Linked DNA regions of Mus musculus: all the other regions are linked to region 1. A link is a contact called in public Hi-C, HiChIP or PLAC-seq and promoter capture Hi-C data. All regions are on one chromosome and are shown on one strand. Each heading gives the region's core, a stretch centred on a gene start, on an enhancer-like site or on the middle of the called end of the contact. The rest is flanking DNA. Distances are from core to core; before and after follow the strand shown.

Evidence for each region. Promoter capture Hi-C pulls out the DNA fragments that hold promoters and counts their contacts. A called contact is a pair of places that touch in the nucleus more often than the background predicts. HiChIP or PLAC-seq counts read pairs in DNA pulled down with a chosen protein or histone mark.
Region 2: a promoter capture Hi-C map of erythroid cells shows a contact between it and region 1, with 2.9 times the contacts expected there. The contact joins the promoter of Rpp25l here to the promoter of Bag1 in region 1. A contact is called at or near these places in 3 of 39 promoter capture datasets (erythroid cells, liver and pre-B cells) and 1 of 9 other capture datasets (liver).
Region 3: a promoter capture Hi-C map of pre-B cells shows a contact between it and region 1, with 4 times the contacts expected there. The contact joins the promoter of Galt here to the promoter of Bag1 in region 1. A contact is called at or near these places in 2 of 39 promoter capture datasets (liver and pre-B cells), 2 of 115 datasets of contacts at active chromatin or transcription factors (bone marrow-derived macrophages and microglia) and 1 of 9 other capture datasets (liver).
Region 4: a contact with region 1 is called in an H3K27ac HiChIP or PLAC-seq map of microglia, with 5 times the contacts expected there. The contact joins the promoter of Enho here to the promoter of Bag1 in region 1.
Region 5: a contact with region 1 is called in a Hi-C map of B cells, with 12 read pairs. The contact joins the promoter of Ddx58 here to the promoter of Bag1 in region 1. A contact is called at or near these places in 5 of 39 promoter capture datasets (the 3T3-L1 cell line, the C10 cell line, cranial neural crest and 1 more), 2 of 484 Hi-C or Micro-C datasets (B cells and neutrophils), 2 of 115 datasets of contacts at active chromatin or transcription factors (the 230-238 cell line and microglia) and 2 of 9 other capture datasets (adipose tissue and liver).

The regions. Positions count from the first base shown.
Region 1 is chr4:40,946,988-40,949,687 of GRCm38.p6, forward strand. It overlaps Bag1 (BCL2-associated athanogene 1), which reads right to left and starts at 1,307. Exons shown (of 7, transcript NM_001171739.1): 1 at 735-1,307. The coding sequence starts at 807. It overlaps Chmp5 (charged multivesicular body protein 5), which reads left to right and starts at 1,566. Exons shown (of 8, transcript NM_029814.1): 1 at 1,566-1,689; 2 at 2,467-2,571. The coding sequence starts at 1,621.
Region 2 is chr4:41,712,248-41,714,947 of GRCm38.p6, forward strand. Rpp25l (ribonuclease P/MRP 25 subunit-like) reads right to left here and starts at 1,270. Exons shown (of 2, transcript NM_027278.3): 1 at 1,214-1,270; 2 at 1-567. The coding sequence starts at 526. The coding sequence ends at 35. It overlaps Dctn3 (dynactin 3), which reads right to left. Exons shown (of 7, transcript NM_016890.4): 7 at 2,551-2,700.
Region 3 is chr4:41,754,186-41,756,885 of GRCm38.p6, forward strand. Galt (galactose-1-phosphate uridyl transferase) reads left to right here and starts at 1,332. Exons shown (of 11, transcript NM_016658.4): 1 at 1,332-1,467; 2 at 1,776-1,945; 3 at 2,162-2,237; 4 at 2,328-2,376; 5 at 2,497-2,626. The coding sequence starts at 1,443. Gm42274 (predicted gene, 42274) reads right to left here and starts at 1,587. Exons shown (of 2, transcript NR_155499.1): 1 at 984-1,587.
Region 4 is chr4:41,638,992-41,641,691 of GRCm38.p6, forward strand. It overlaps Enho (energy homeostasis associated), which reads right to left and starts at 1,311. Exons shown (of 2, transcript NM_027147.1): 1 at 923-1,311; 2 at 1-10.
Region 5 is chr4:40,238,526-40,241,225 of GRCm38.p6, forward strand. Ddx58 (DEAD/H box helicase 58) reads right to left here and starts at 1,300. Exons shown (of 18, transcript NM_172689.3): 1 at 1,066-1,300. The coding sequence starts at 1,171.

The sequences.
Region 1 (2,700 bases), core at 57-2,556:
GTTTTTTCTTTTGTTTTAAAACAGGTACTCAATCTTTTCTAAGTAAGTGGAGTTCAAATCCACCTTTAGATTGCGCTCCCAACCAGTCAAGAGTCAGAAGGAGTCCTAGTTCCTATTTGTGCCTCACAGATCAGACATCAAGAGGCCTTTGGGGGGGTGGGGGTGGGGATTCATCTCAAAGTTTCATAAAACTGCTGGATATAGAGCCATGGTTTAGGTAGCAAAGTTTGTTGTTAGTCTTTCCTAACTGATTCTAAGGAAATGTCATGGCTTCAGCTTTCTCGTGTACTTCCCAAGGTTTTTAGTTCTGTGTTGATGTAACCAGATGTCCAGAAAGTAACTCTTGGACTCACGGCCCATTGAACCTGCGGTTCTATGACATCCAACAAAAACACTACTCAGTAAATAAGGAACAGCGGGATCACGCACCAAGTTCGTACTCTTTACACTGGTGGATGTCCAGAACCACGGAAGTTCTACACACAAGAAGGCCTAATATAAGCCTGACACAAAGACCCACGATTACTAGCGTTACACACTCAACTTTGCTTCCAAATAGAGGATCCAATAAGTGTCCAGGGACCGGCCACAGGGAAAGATGTCCTGACACCAGCCCTAAGCAAAAACATCCCCAAATATATATAGCCAAGAACCCATGTTTCTTTCTCCCAAGACTACATGTGGCCAAACCCACATATCCCAACCCGATCTACGGAACCCTCCTTGGCGCTCACTGTGGGTGACGATCACGCTGAGTCTGGGTGTTTCCATTTCCTCCGTCTGGACCATCTCCTCGGTCTTGGCCATGTTGTCGGTCTGGGTCACCTCTTCTGCCACAGTTACTTCCTCGGTTTGGGTCGCCTCCTCGATCTTGGTCACCTCCTCTACCTGGGTCCCGGTCACGTTCTTGCTACGGGTCACTTTCTTACTTCTAGTCAACTCCCTGCTGCTGCTCCCTACCTTCTCGCTCTGAGAAGAGCGGGGCCGGACTTTCTTCTTCACCCGCGGCTTGCAGGCGCCGGCGGCGGCGCCCCTGGTGGATCGGTCATGCCCGCTGGCTGCACTGCGCACAGAGGAACGCTGAGAGGGAGGCAAGCCCCGCTCGGCCCGGGACTCCGACTGGCGCGGCTCCCGGGCAGGCCGAGGGGCGCGCAGCCTGGGTCCCAGCGGCTCCCGGTCGCCTCGCGGTCGCCGCGCGGCGCTGCGACCCGCCAGGCCGCGTTTGTTCACAGCGCAGCGGTGGCTACCGGGCGCGCAGCCTTGCAACCCCGCCCCACTACTCACCAGTTCCGCCCCATCTACTCGCCACGCCCTCGGAACTGACCCTGCTTCAGGCCCCGCCCTATCCGCCCAGCCGCGTCTAAGCCCCACCCACTCCGCCAAGGCACCGCCCTATCCCTCCTCATAAGCCCCTCCTTCAGAAGTCTTTCCACCTCTCCCAGAGCTCCGCGCTCCTTCTCCGGAAGGAGGAGCTGAAAACACGGAAAAGGGATCGGGAGACTCGGGCGAGCACTCTGCGCCTGCGCATGGGGTGGGGGAAGCCGGAAATTGACACCAGAGCGACTACGCTTCCGTTTCTGGTTTTCCTCCAGTGTTTGGGTTTCCTCGCAGCCGGCCAAGATGAACCGATTCTTCGGAAAAGCGAAACCCAAGGCTCCGCCACCTAGCTTGACGGACTGCATTGGGACGGTGGGCATTTGACTTTGCATACCTCTGACACTCCGACCCGTCCATCCCGAATTCGTACTCCACCCCATTCCTGGTTCGGGCCCATTAAACCTGAGTCTTCTTCATCCCCACCCCTTTCATCCCTGTTTTCCAGGTCATTCCTGACCCCAGAGACCAGACAGTCTAATCTCATCATTCTTTCGCCCTTACTGCACTTAGCTCTTTCCGATGCCCACTGTGCCCCACCCCTTCTTCCTCGCTTTGGTTCCCACATTCCAACCTACGTACCCTATGTCACTACACCCCACTTTGTCTAACCTGGCCTTTTAAAAACCCTTTTTCACTCTTCTCCCCTTACCCATGTCAGGGTTAACATATCTGTACCTTAGTCCTGGGTCTGAGTAGCATAGAATTCTGAATCTTGGCCCTTCCAGATTAAACCTGATCTCGGAAATGGTTTTAGATCTCATCTTAGCCTGTGTTGATTGGTTCATTCCACGCACGTTCATGCAGAGTCCCAAACTGACTATTCTCCTACTTGGGAAATCTCAGCCAGCGGAGAGAATCCCAAATCGTTTTCCTCAAGAGAGGGCTGCTATATCAGAATCTAGGAGGTGGGAGAGAGTTTATGAAAGCCCTCCAATGGTTCGGGCTGGAATTCCCCACCCTTAAGAAAAACCCTATTTTCTGCCCTTTGCTATATTGTTCCTTTTTTCTTTTGCATATCCCTCTCTTTCTGCCCCTTTCCATGTAAACATATTACAATAATTACCACTGCATGTGATGTTTTCTTCCAAGGTGGATAGCAGGGCAGAATCCATTGACAAAAAGATTTCCCGGCTGGATGCTGAACTAGTGAAATATAAGGATCAAATCAAGAAGATGAGAGAGGGTCCTGCTAAGGTAAGGCTGGTGACAACTGTTGTAGGAAGTACTGTGAAGGGACTGACTGGTGAAGGATACAAGAAAAATACACGAAATCTGGTAAAGAGAAGCTACTTGTGAGGACCTGTTCTTCAGGGAACAGAAGCT
Region 2 (2,700 bases), core at 20-2,519, 770 kb after region 1:
TCAGGTCTAGAGAACAGTCAGGCGCAGCAGATCTTCAGGACCGGGTGTCCCGAGCCCTCCTTCGGGGTCTGGGGCCACAGCTGGGACTAGGTATGGAACCCAGGCCAGGAGGTGCACCTGGGGGTTGGTAGCCACATTCACTGGGGTCCAAGGGGTCCCGACTAAGCAGTACCCACACCGCAGGCACGTGGCGTCGGACTGTGAGGGGGTCTAGTCCCGTGTCTGGTGAAGTTGGGACCCAGCTGTCCTCCGTTTGCAGGAAGCGGAGCTTGGTGAGCTGGTGTAGGCCCGGAACCCGCCTTTTGACAATCTCTGCACAGCTGACAGCCTTTCCAGCAGCCCGGCCAGAGCCTGAGAACACCACGTGCCTGGTGCTTCCCCCTTCCAAACGACCCAGCGCCAGCCCTAGCAGGTTTCGGATTTTGCTCCCATCTCGGACTCGCATTTCCAGAGTGTCAGGAGGTAGCTGGGGCATTGGTGATGAGGCTGGAAGCTCTACAGAGCCGGCCCTCCGGTACTGTTCCATTCTGCCCTCGCGACGTTGGTGGGTCTCTCTCTGGATATGCACTGCGGGTAAGAGTCAGATGAGTGGCGGGAACATGACCAGGTCCATCCTCCATCACTCCCTCCAGATTATCGCCTTGTTCCTCACCCCAGCGTCTCAAGGCTGGGGCCAAGAATTATCGAGTCCTTAGACCCCTTTCTAAATACATCCACGAGTTTCTAACACGGGCAAGACCAAATTCCCCCAAACCAGGCTCTCTGGTGGGTAGGCCTGTACTTCTTTATGATCTCAAGCTCCTGGGGGCTAGGTCCCAGACCCCTCGCCCACAACTTGCCAAGAACAGGCGGGCTCTCCTCACAAGGCTGCAAGGACTGGGACAAGGCTCCCTTACTTTGTGCTTCCAGAGACTCTTGGCTCCAAACTCCCTGGGGCACAGCCACGAGGCCTCACTCCCCAAGAAAGTACTCCCCAAAGAAAGAATCGACCCTGCCTACGAGCACGGGGTGCATGGGGGCAGAGAAGACCTCACCCCCACATTAATAGAGTAGGCTGGCTTGAACAGGGCCACTCGGGAACTCGACCGGAGAGCTGCTTCGGACCACTCGTGAGCGGTTGGCGGGCTCCCCAATCGTGGGCCGCTGTTTCAGGCAGCAGGCATTTCCCCTTTCCCCAGCTCTGAGTCCCCATCTCCTGGGATTTGGCTCTTACCACGGTCGCCAGTAGACGCTCGACCCTCACGGAGTAGCCAAGATGGCGCGCAGACCGGGAGCGCGCGGAGCCGCGGGGCCGCGCACGCAGGGGGCGGGGCCTGAGAGAAACCCGGGCTGCTGTTCGCCTGTGATGGTGGCATCTGGCCGGCCTCCAGCGGTCGGCGCGTTGATCCCGGAGCACCCCGCTACCTGCAGAGGGCCCACCCGGGAAAGGAACGGCTATCGGAGGAGTCTTGCGCCCGAAGAACGCAGATTTGTGCCTTTAAAAGATGGACGGCATGCGTCACCTGCTGACACACCGGAGCAGCGAAAGCGAAGCCCCTGGTGGATAAAAGCAGGTGAGACTCTTATTTACGGAGTCCTGAGCTTTCTTCTCATCCTGGGACACTGGACGACCCCGGCGGTTTTCAGGAGGATCTAAGCGAGTGCATAACTCATTGGCTGAGAGGATTGGTGTATAAGCTGGGTGGATCCGGTAGTCGGGGCAACAGCTACTGGTGACCCTGGAAGGGGCTGTACTCAACATCACCGTAGCGCTTCGGCCACGGGGGCGTGCCCACAGAGCCTAGTTCAGTATCCAGAGTAAAATAGGCCCTCCAATATTTGTCCGATGATATGCTAACCACAGAAACAGCAAGAATTGAGGATGGTAGAAACTTGATAGAAAACTTGGATGAAGTCGGGCAGTGGTGGCTCACGCCTTTAATCCCAGCACTTGGGAGGCAGAAGCAGGTGGATTTCTGAGTTCGAGGCCAGCCTGGTCTACAGAGTGAGTTCCAGGACAGCCAGGGCTACACAGAGAAACCCTGTCTCGAAAAGCTCAAAAAAAAAGAGAGAGAGAAAACTCTGATGAAGTTTTGGGGAAGAACGGGCGACTCTTCCGGTAGAATAGTCTAGGGTAAATGCTAGTTTCAGATCAGTTTGGACACGCTGCATTTGAGATGCTGACAACTCCACAGGTTGGGTGCCATACAGGCACTTGAAGGCGCCAAGGCACTCCCTCAGACCACAAGAGGGCAGCATACATTTGGTGGAGCGCGTTGCTTTATAGCTGTTTCTCCCTGCTTTCTCTCCCCCATTCCTAAAATTTCCTACATCCAAACCTCTTGGGCTCCTTCTCTGGCTACTGGTATAATGTAGACACAAGGCTGTGCTGCCTTGGTTCTGAACGTCCCTGCCTGCTCCTCCATGACCATCTGACATGTGGGCCCACCTGGTCTTCCCCAAACCCTGTGAGGTATAGGCGTCCCTCCTGTGCCCTCCTTACCATAGGATGATATTTAGAGGGTAATTGGCAAGTATGGGGTAAATAAATATACAATGCCCCACTGTATCAGTCAAATGATGTAAGAACTCTTTATCTCTCCGCAAACCAGATCAGGAGTATAGCTCCTGGCCCCACCCCAAGGGGTTGACAGCTCTCCCCTTCACCTCCCAAATCCTCACAGCTGAGCCCGTCTTACATCAGCAGGCCAACAGGCTCCT
Region 3 (2,700 bases), core at 82-2,581, 810 kb after region 1:
AGTATTTTGCATCATAATACATAGCAACAGACCAAACCTCAACAGCCTAGAATGTTCTATGTAGCCAGGCTACTCATTGATATGCCTGTCTCTGCCCTTCAAATACTGATGGCCTTTTGCTTGTTTTTGAAATTGGCTTCACTATATTGGCCAGGATGGTCTAGAACTTGTGGGCTCAATTGATCTTCTGCTTCAGCTTCTAGAGTAGCTGAGACTATAGGCAAATGCATCACTGTGCCTGGTATGTATGCACAAACGCATACACGCGCGCACACACACACACACATTACTGTCTTTTGGTTTACTTTTTTTTTTTTTTTCGAGACAGGGTTTCTCTGTGTAGCCCTGGCTGTCCTGGCACTCACTCTGTAAACCAGGCTGGCCTCGAACTCAGAAATCTGCCTGCCTCTGCCTCCCAAGTGCTGGGATTAATGGTGTGCACCACCACTGGCCGTTTGGTTTACTTTTATATAGATTGGGCCTTGTTATGTATAACTGCGCAGGCTGAACTTGAACTTGTAAGTTTACTGTCTCTGTTTCTGGAGTGCTGGGATTACAGGTGTGTACCACCACACCCTATACTTACTCAGTTCTCTTTATCTAACCTTATTTCTGCTCCTGAGGCTAGAGGCATAGTTACAGTGAAATACTCACACATCCGGGCAATACCTGAAGGGCCAGGCTGCAGGCTTCATCTATAGTATGATCAAGTTCCTCACCTCCACCCCCTCTCCACAACTTGCATCTTAACCACACACAGCAGCTCCGCAGGTGACCCAGGTCATGAGTTCAGAATGCTGCTGGTCTTTGCACAGGGCGTCTCTATGCTCCACACAGAACCTAGGTGCCTGGCACACGGTTAAGATGCTCAGTAAAAACGATGTCTTCTGAACAGGACAGGGCCTGATGTGCAAACACAAGAACTCACTACACCTGTGGTTACCTGCACAAAACATGAGAATGGACCCATAGAGGTTTCTTACCGGTTTGGGGGGCGGTGCACTCACGAGGCTCCGCCCTTTCTGATGGACTATTGGCAGTTAAAGGCTGCTGGCAGGAGTGTCCTTGAGTGGTGAAGCTGATATGTCATGCTCCAATAAATAGCCCTAATGTCGTGCAAGCAACCCGAATCCGTGGCGGGACGAATGGACACAGCAACCAGTTTTCACAGATGCTCTCCAGAGAAGTAGCTACAATCCGGTGTGCAGGAGAATCATCAAAACAACCTGGGGAAGTGAGCGTGGCGGTCCCGAGCCCCGCCCTCAAGTGGCAGGCTGTGCCCCCACCGTCACGTGTTGGCGACTAGCCAATCATCCAGGGTGGGCGGGGGGAGACATGGAATGGGGCGCTCACCTTGTGTACCTTAGGTCAATTCGTGTGGCCTCACGTCGCATAGCGGAGCCGATCCTGAGCAGCGCCAGCAGGCTTCAGAGGCGGACGCCATGGCAGCGACCTTCCGGGCGAGCGGTAATTGCTGGGCGGCCTGGACCCGCTACGGTGCGGAGCCGAGCCTTCCTTTTCCGTAGGAAGTTCTAGTCCCAGAGTCAAGGTCGGCACTCCTACCCGAGGCCAGGGTGGCGGGCGAGGGAAGGAGGGGCTTGCAGGCCGTGTGGCACGGAAAGCGTTTAACCCTTTAACTCCCCTCCGCCAGCCTATAGCTTCTAGAAACACTGCGCCGACCGAGCGTCCCTGTACTTGGGCCTGCTAGGGCATTAGAGCCACTCGGGGAAGAGAGAGACAGGGAGTTTTGCTGACTGATCCTTGTCTCTCCCCAGAACACCAGCATATTCGCTACAACCCGCTCCAGGACGAGTGGGTGTTAGTGTCGGCTCATCGCATGAAGCGGCCCTGGCAAGGACAAGTGGAGCCCCAGCTTCTGAAGACAGTGCCCCGCCACGACCCACTCAACCCTCTGTGTCCCGGGGCCACACGAGCTAATGGGGAGGTAAGCCCGAATACACAGCCACCAACTGGGATAGGAAAAAAATCCTTCTTCCTTATTACTACCCTTCGCCCACAAGGGGGAGCAGTGCGCCTCCTTTTGGGTCATTTCCGGGCAAGCAATTTTGATCCTTTGAGTGGGGCCTTCCTCGCCCCCGTTGCAGCCTGGATAGCCCTTGAATTCCGTCAGGTAGTATTTCTAGCCTATTCTTGTCAGTAGGTGAATCCCCACTATGATGGTACCTTTCTGTTTGACAATGACTTCCCGGCTCTGCAGCCCGATGCTCCGGATCCAGGTACCCTCAATTTAACCACTGTTGGGGAGAAGGGAGACTGGGTCTGACCCGGGTACCTGTGCTACAGAGAGTAATACTCCTTTATTCCAGGACCCAGTGACCACCCTCTCTTCCGAGCAGAGGCCGCCAGAGGAGTTTGGTAACTTTGGGTTTCCCCTCTTACAACCTCCAGCCCAGGTCTGAAGACGAAGACCTGAGCTTGGGCCCTGCCCTTAGCACCCAATCCACTTCCCTATGTCATTTTTCCCTCACCACCTAGTAAGGTCATGTGCTTCCACCCCTGGTCGGATGTGACGCTGCCACTCATGTCTGTCCCTGAGATCCGAGCTGTCATCGATGCATGGGCCTCAGTCACAGAGGAGCTGGGTGCCCAGTACCCTTGGGTGCAGGTCTGTGAGGGGGAGGTGTAACTTTGGTTTGGGGGAGAACCATTACTGCTTCCACAGGGTATGGTGAGGAGGGG
Region 4 (2,700 bases), core at 61-2,560, 690 kb after region 1:
AGTCCTGGGCCTGAGGAAGTACAGAGGAAAGTAGACGGAGGTGAGGAGGAAGAAGTGGGCTGAAGCCTAGGGGGACAGCTTCCATCTTTGGCCTCAGGCAGAGAGCAGTGAGTCCCAGCAGTCTCAGGTACCCCACAAAGCCAGCACCTCCGCCCTCAGGCCTGGCTCTGAGCCCCTGGGTGCTGTGGTGCAGCCAGAGTGGGGAAGCTATAGTAGGCAGGCAGCCTCTTTCTCATTCTCCTCGGAACTGGTGGGTACAGCCTAGCCCTGCCCACCATGCTTCTAGCCCTTCAGATGTGCTGTTGGTGGGCGGGACTGAGGTGGCTTAAGGCCCAGGAGGAAGATTATGACCATGATTGTAGTGGCTAGGGCATCCTCTCCTTTCTGAGGGCTGCAGTCAGCCAGTCCAGGAGACCTGCAGAGGTGCCAGCTCACACAGAGGGAACTTTGTGGAGGCTCTGGCAGGAACGTGTGGGTTCTGTATACCCAAGGCTGTGTGCCTAGGTGTACCTTTCCCTGGGACTTTGCCTCTCTGGATCAGGTGTGTGTCTGAACGTACATCTTCCTGTCCCTCTGTCTCTCGCTGGATCTGCATCCTTGCCTCTGCAAACACACCTCTTTGAAGGTGTGTGGCTGCCTGTCTCTCTGTGTCCCTATCTCTGAGTGTCTTGAGTCTCATTTCTCTACCAGTCTCTCTGTGTATCACTGTCTCTTTTCACGACTGCATGTCCCTTTGCCCTCGGGGACAGGTCTCCATGGGGTCGGTATCGGTGGTTCTGTGCGTCTTGCATGTGTCTCTGCCTTTGTGTCTATCTCTCCTCCAAGCTGTGTGTCTCTCTGTCTCTGTGTGGGTCACTGCCTCTTTATACTCGTCCAAGATCTCTGTTTTTCGACCCTCTGCCCGTAGGGGAGCCCCCCTTACCTGAGTTGAGCCCGGTGCGCGCCCGCGAGAGGGTCCGGGACAACGGGATGCTCAGCGCCGACTGAGGCTCCAGAGCCTGCGGGCGGGGGGCGGCGAGAGGCGGGCAGGGGCGACGTCCACTCCCCGGGCCCTCCCCCTGGGCCGCGCAGCCTCCGCCGGCCGCTCCCGCCGGGGCGCGACCGGGCCGGCCTCTGCCGCGGGCGGTCTGCGGAGAGCGGGCACCTCCTCCCCCTGGGGCGGCGCCTCCTCCGCGGCCGGGGCCGCTAGCTCGCTCGCTCGCTCGCTCTCTCGCTCGGCAGCACTCGGGCGGCGGCGGCAGGAGCGTCGAGGAGTTCGGCTGGGCTCGGCTGCGTTCGGCTGGGCTCGGCTACGGCGGGAGGGAGTCGGCTGAGCTCGGCTGAGCTCGGCGGGCAGCAAAAAACAGCGGAGAGCCCCGCCTCGTGAGTGGCCAGCGGCCTGCGGCCCTTTGGGGGAGGAGCCATCTCTGTGCCGCTGCCGCCGTTCAATTGGCTGTCCGGGCCAAGTTCCCGCGCCATTGGTTGTGCTCTGGGGTGGGACACGACCATCCTGGTGCAGGAGAGAAGGAGGGAGGGGCTTGGGAAGGGTGAGAGGAGGGGTATATAGGGGCCACTTTGTTTTGATCCATCCCTTGAAAAGGTGAAGGGTCAGCCCACCTTTTTGCAGGGATTTCTTGCATCTTCCACACCTGGAATGCACCCCCACATGTGAAGCGTCCACCCCTCCATATCTGAGAGAAGTCTGTTTCTATTATCTGAGAAAGTCCATGTGCCTCCACACCTGACCCTCCTCACCTATCATCTTTCTACATATCCCTCTCCCAGTAGAGTGTAGAGTACCTCATGTCCACTTTACAGCGCCTGTAGATTGCCCCTAGTCCTAATAACAGTGTGATCTCTGGGAATTCATGACCTTTGTTGCGTTTTACTGATTTCTCACCCAGTGTTGGTCACAGGGTTGTGCATGGCTTGCTGGAGGGAACTTGAGACACCTGAAGAATGGCCCAGCTCTGGCTGAACTAGATCCAGACGGCATGGATGGCCTGACTCTCCATCCTAACAGTTCTGAGACCAAGGTAGCTTGGACAGGAGCAGTCAAGTAGGCCTTCCCCTCTCAGACCCTTAAGTAGCAGGGCTCACACATGCAAGGAGCTACATTTCTGGCCCTTTAGTGATTCTTAAGTGTACTTGTGTGTGGCTTCTATCACATATTGTCCATGGACAGTCAGAGACCCATGGCCCCACATCCAGCCTTAACTTCCCTCAGAATACTATACTCACAGCAAAATGCATACTGGAGTCACAGTGGTGTTGGTTCCTGGTTCCACTTTCTAACTCTCTTAAACGAAGCTTTCTTCTCAATAAAACTGTCATAGTAATAGCTACTTCTTAGGTTCTCACTAATTCATTTATACCATACCAACCACATCTCAGCAAATGTCAGCTGACAAGCCAAGACCAGGTGGCTAAGGGGCAGGGCTCCTCCTTCCAAGAAAAGGAGAAAGGGGAGTGTAAAGCCATCTCAAGGGCTGAATCATCTGAAGCTGCTGTGTTAGAGGCTGTCTAAAATAAACTACGGACCCCGTGGAGTTTGTCAGGATGGATTAATTTTAGTTCCCCCCTGTTACCCAGCAGGGTGGGGGTATTGTGAGAGGGATCAGATCAGTTATAGGAAAGAGAGAGACATATGGTCGCACATCTGAGTATAATGCCAGTGAATTTGTGACCTAGCCGCAGGGGTTCAGATTTCATCCTGGAAAC
Region 5 (2,700 bases), core at 50-2,549, 710 kb before region 1:
ACAAAGAGCAATGGCAGGAATGGCTGAACAAACTAGTTACTTTGTTTCAGTATTGAAACTAGTTACTTTGTATGCTAATGTAAATGACTAAAGATCAGATTAAAGGATTGAAAGGCAAGTGACCCTGGTGTTAAGAAACCTCTTGGGTGGGTTTCCTCTCCTCAGACCCCGCCCCCAATCATTAGGGCTTTTTTGCTGCTTCTCTCTAACACAACCGGGATGTGGGTAGCCCTGGGTAGTGCTCTTTTACTCCTCTCTGCATAGCCTGTTAGGCTTCGGAACTCAAGAGAGTCAGAATTAACCTGCAGTTGCCACCGTCGTCCAACGCCAGGAAAGACATCTAGGCTTTAACTGGCAAAATGAAAAGTAGCTGCCGCACGCCCTCGGTCACCCCTTCAAACGCCCTCTCCCTTCTCCCTGGGGGTGGGGGTGAGGTGGGGAGGTCTGTTTGCTCAGGTGGAAACACCCAGTGCAATTTACAAAGAGTCTATTATCCACCAATCAAATCCCCAAAGCTAGATATGAACAACTGTGTTAAACTCTGAACACACGGAGTCTGGAGAAAGTTTTCTTCCACGGACTTCCTGTGAGCAACATCCTTTGACAGAAATGTGCGTGTCAGTCAGTCCTCTTGCTTCCTGCGGCCCCCACCTCCACCTTTGGCCCGAGCCCAAAGCCTTGCTCTTTGCTCTGTACAGGAATCTAAGGAGGGGCGGGCGCATTCTGATTTCTCAGTTTCTCATGACAGGACAAAGGGAGGCACACAGCAGTCTAGAAGGTGTAAATAAGAGAAACAAACTATTTCCCCAGCATTGAAAGAAAGAAAAGAGTGGCATCCTTATGCAAGTTACTACAGCTTGCAGGAATTTTGTTCCTGACCATCAAATCCCTATGCTGTCTACTCTAATATGGCCTGGGAGTCTCACATACACCGGGTTACACAAATTAACTTAAGGACAGCGCGGGGGAGGGGGGGGGGCAGAGCCTTCAATTGTTTCTGATCTGAGTGATGTTTTCCCCTCGCTAAGGTGGAGAGCCTGAGAGCCCCAGTTGGGGACCACTCACCATCCTCGAGCCAGGAACTCATGTAGCTGAGGATGTAGGTGGGGTCCAGAATCTTCTTGATATAGTCTCTGAATGCTTGCAGATTCTGCCGCTGCTCCGCTGTCATTCTGTGGCTCCAGGCGATCGATGAGCGCCCTGGCTCCCGCAAATCCGCCAGAGATGAACGAAGTGGGGACTTTCCAAGGAGTCCCGATGAAAAAGCTGCCTAGCCGGCTGGCCATAGGAAATCGAAACTGCCTCAGGGCGCTGGGGAGGGGGGGGGCGGGGGGGCGGGGCGGGGATCCAGTTTCGTTTCTGAACCTAGACAGCCACTGAACCGCAAGGACCCAGAAGTACCTTGGAAATTGCCTTTAAGTTGGGGCGCAGCTTTTCGCGTGGTGGCTTTATATTTCTAAAGTGCGCACAATTGAAGTGCATTGTTCAATGAGTTTCGAAAAACATAAACACCCGTTACCTCTTCCACAGATCAGCTGGGTCCTGCAATAATCTTTAACCATTCCCCGCGCCCCCCCCCCCTCGGGGCAGGGTTTCTCTATGTAGCTCTGACTGTCCTGGAACTAGATCTATAGACCAGGCTGGCCTCAAACTCACAGAGCTCCGAAATCGTCCCTGCTTCGGTCTCACAAGAACCGGGATTAAAGACCCCCACCCCCTCCACCACCTCCTCCATGCCACCACACCACCACCACCAGGCCTAAAGAAGAGTTGAGGGAAAGATTGCAGGGTGGGGAGGGGGACGAAGGGGATAGGAACTCCACAGGAAGACCAACAGAGTCAACAAACTTTGATCCTTAGGGCTCTCAGAGACACCACTAAGCAAAGAGCACACACAGGCTGGACCTAGGCCTCCCTGCACTTTTGTAGCAGGTGTGAGTTTAGTCTTTTATGAGTCCCAAACAACTGGAGCGTGGCTGTCCCAAAAGCTGTTGCCTGTCCGTGGGATATGTTCTTCTAGCTGGGCAGTCTTGTCTGACCTCAGTGGGAGAGGATGCGCCTAGCCTAACAGAGACTTGATATGCCAGTGTGTGTGTGTGTGTGTGTGTGTGTGTGTGTGTGTGTGTGTGTGTGTGTGTGTTTGTTTGATACCCAAAGGGGCCTCCAACCGCTCAGAGTAGGGGAGGGGGCATGAAGTGACTGAGTAGGGGAGGGGGCATGAAGTGACTGGGAGGGGACAGTGAGTGGGATGTAAAGTGAATACGTTAAAAAAAAAAGTGAAAAAAAAAATTTAAAGAAAATGCCCTAGCCGGGTGTGGTGGCACACGCCTTTAATCCCAGCACTCCAGAGGCAGGCGGATTTCTGAGTTCGAGGCCAGTTTGGTCTACATAGTGAGTTCCAGGACAGCCAGGGCTATACAGAGAAACCCTGTCTCAAAAAAACAAAACAACAACAACAAAAAAAAGCAAAACAACAACAACAACAACAAAAGCCCTACAGGCCAGTCTTATGATTTCCTTAATTGAAGGCCCCTCCTCTATGATGAATTCAGCTTGTGTCAAATTGACCTAAAAGTACCCAGCACACCAGCTCTGGAAGTTATCCAACGCTTCTTTTAGAGTGATCATACGTTTAGTTTTACTCTTGGTTCTACAGTTATTTCAAATTAACTTTTCGATATAACACGAAAACTACAGCAA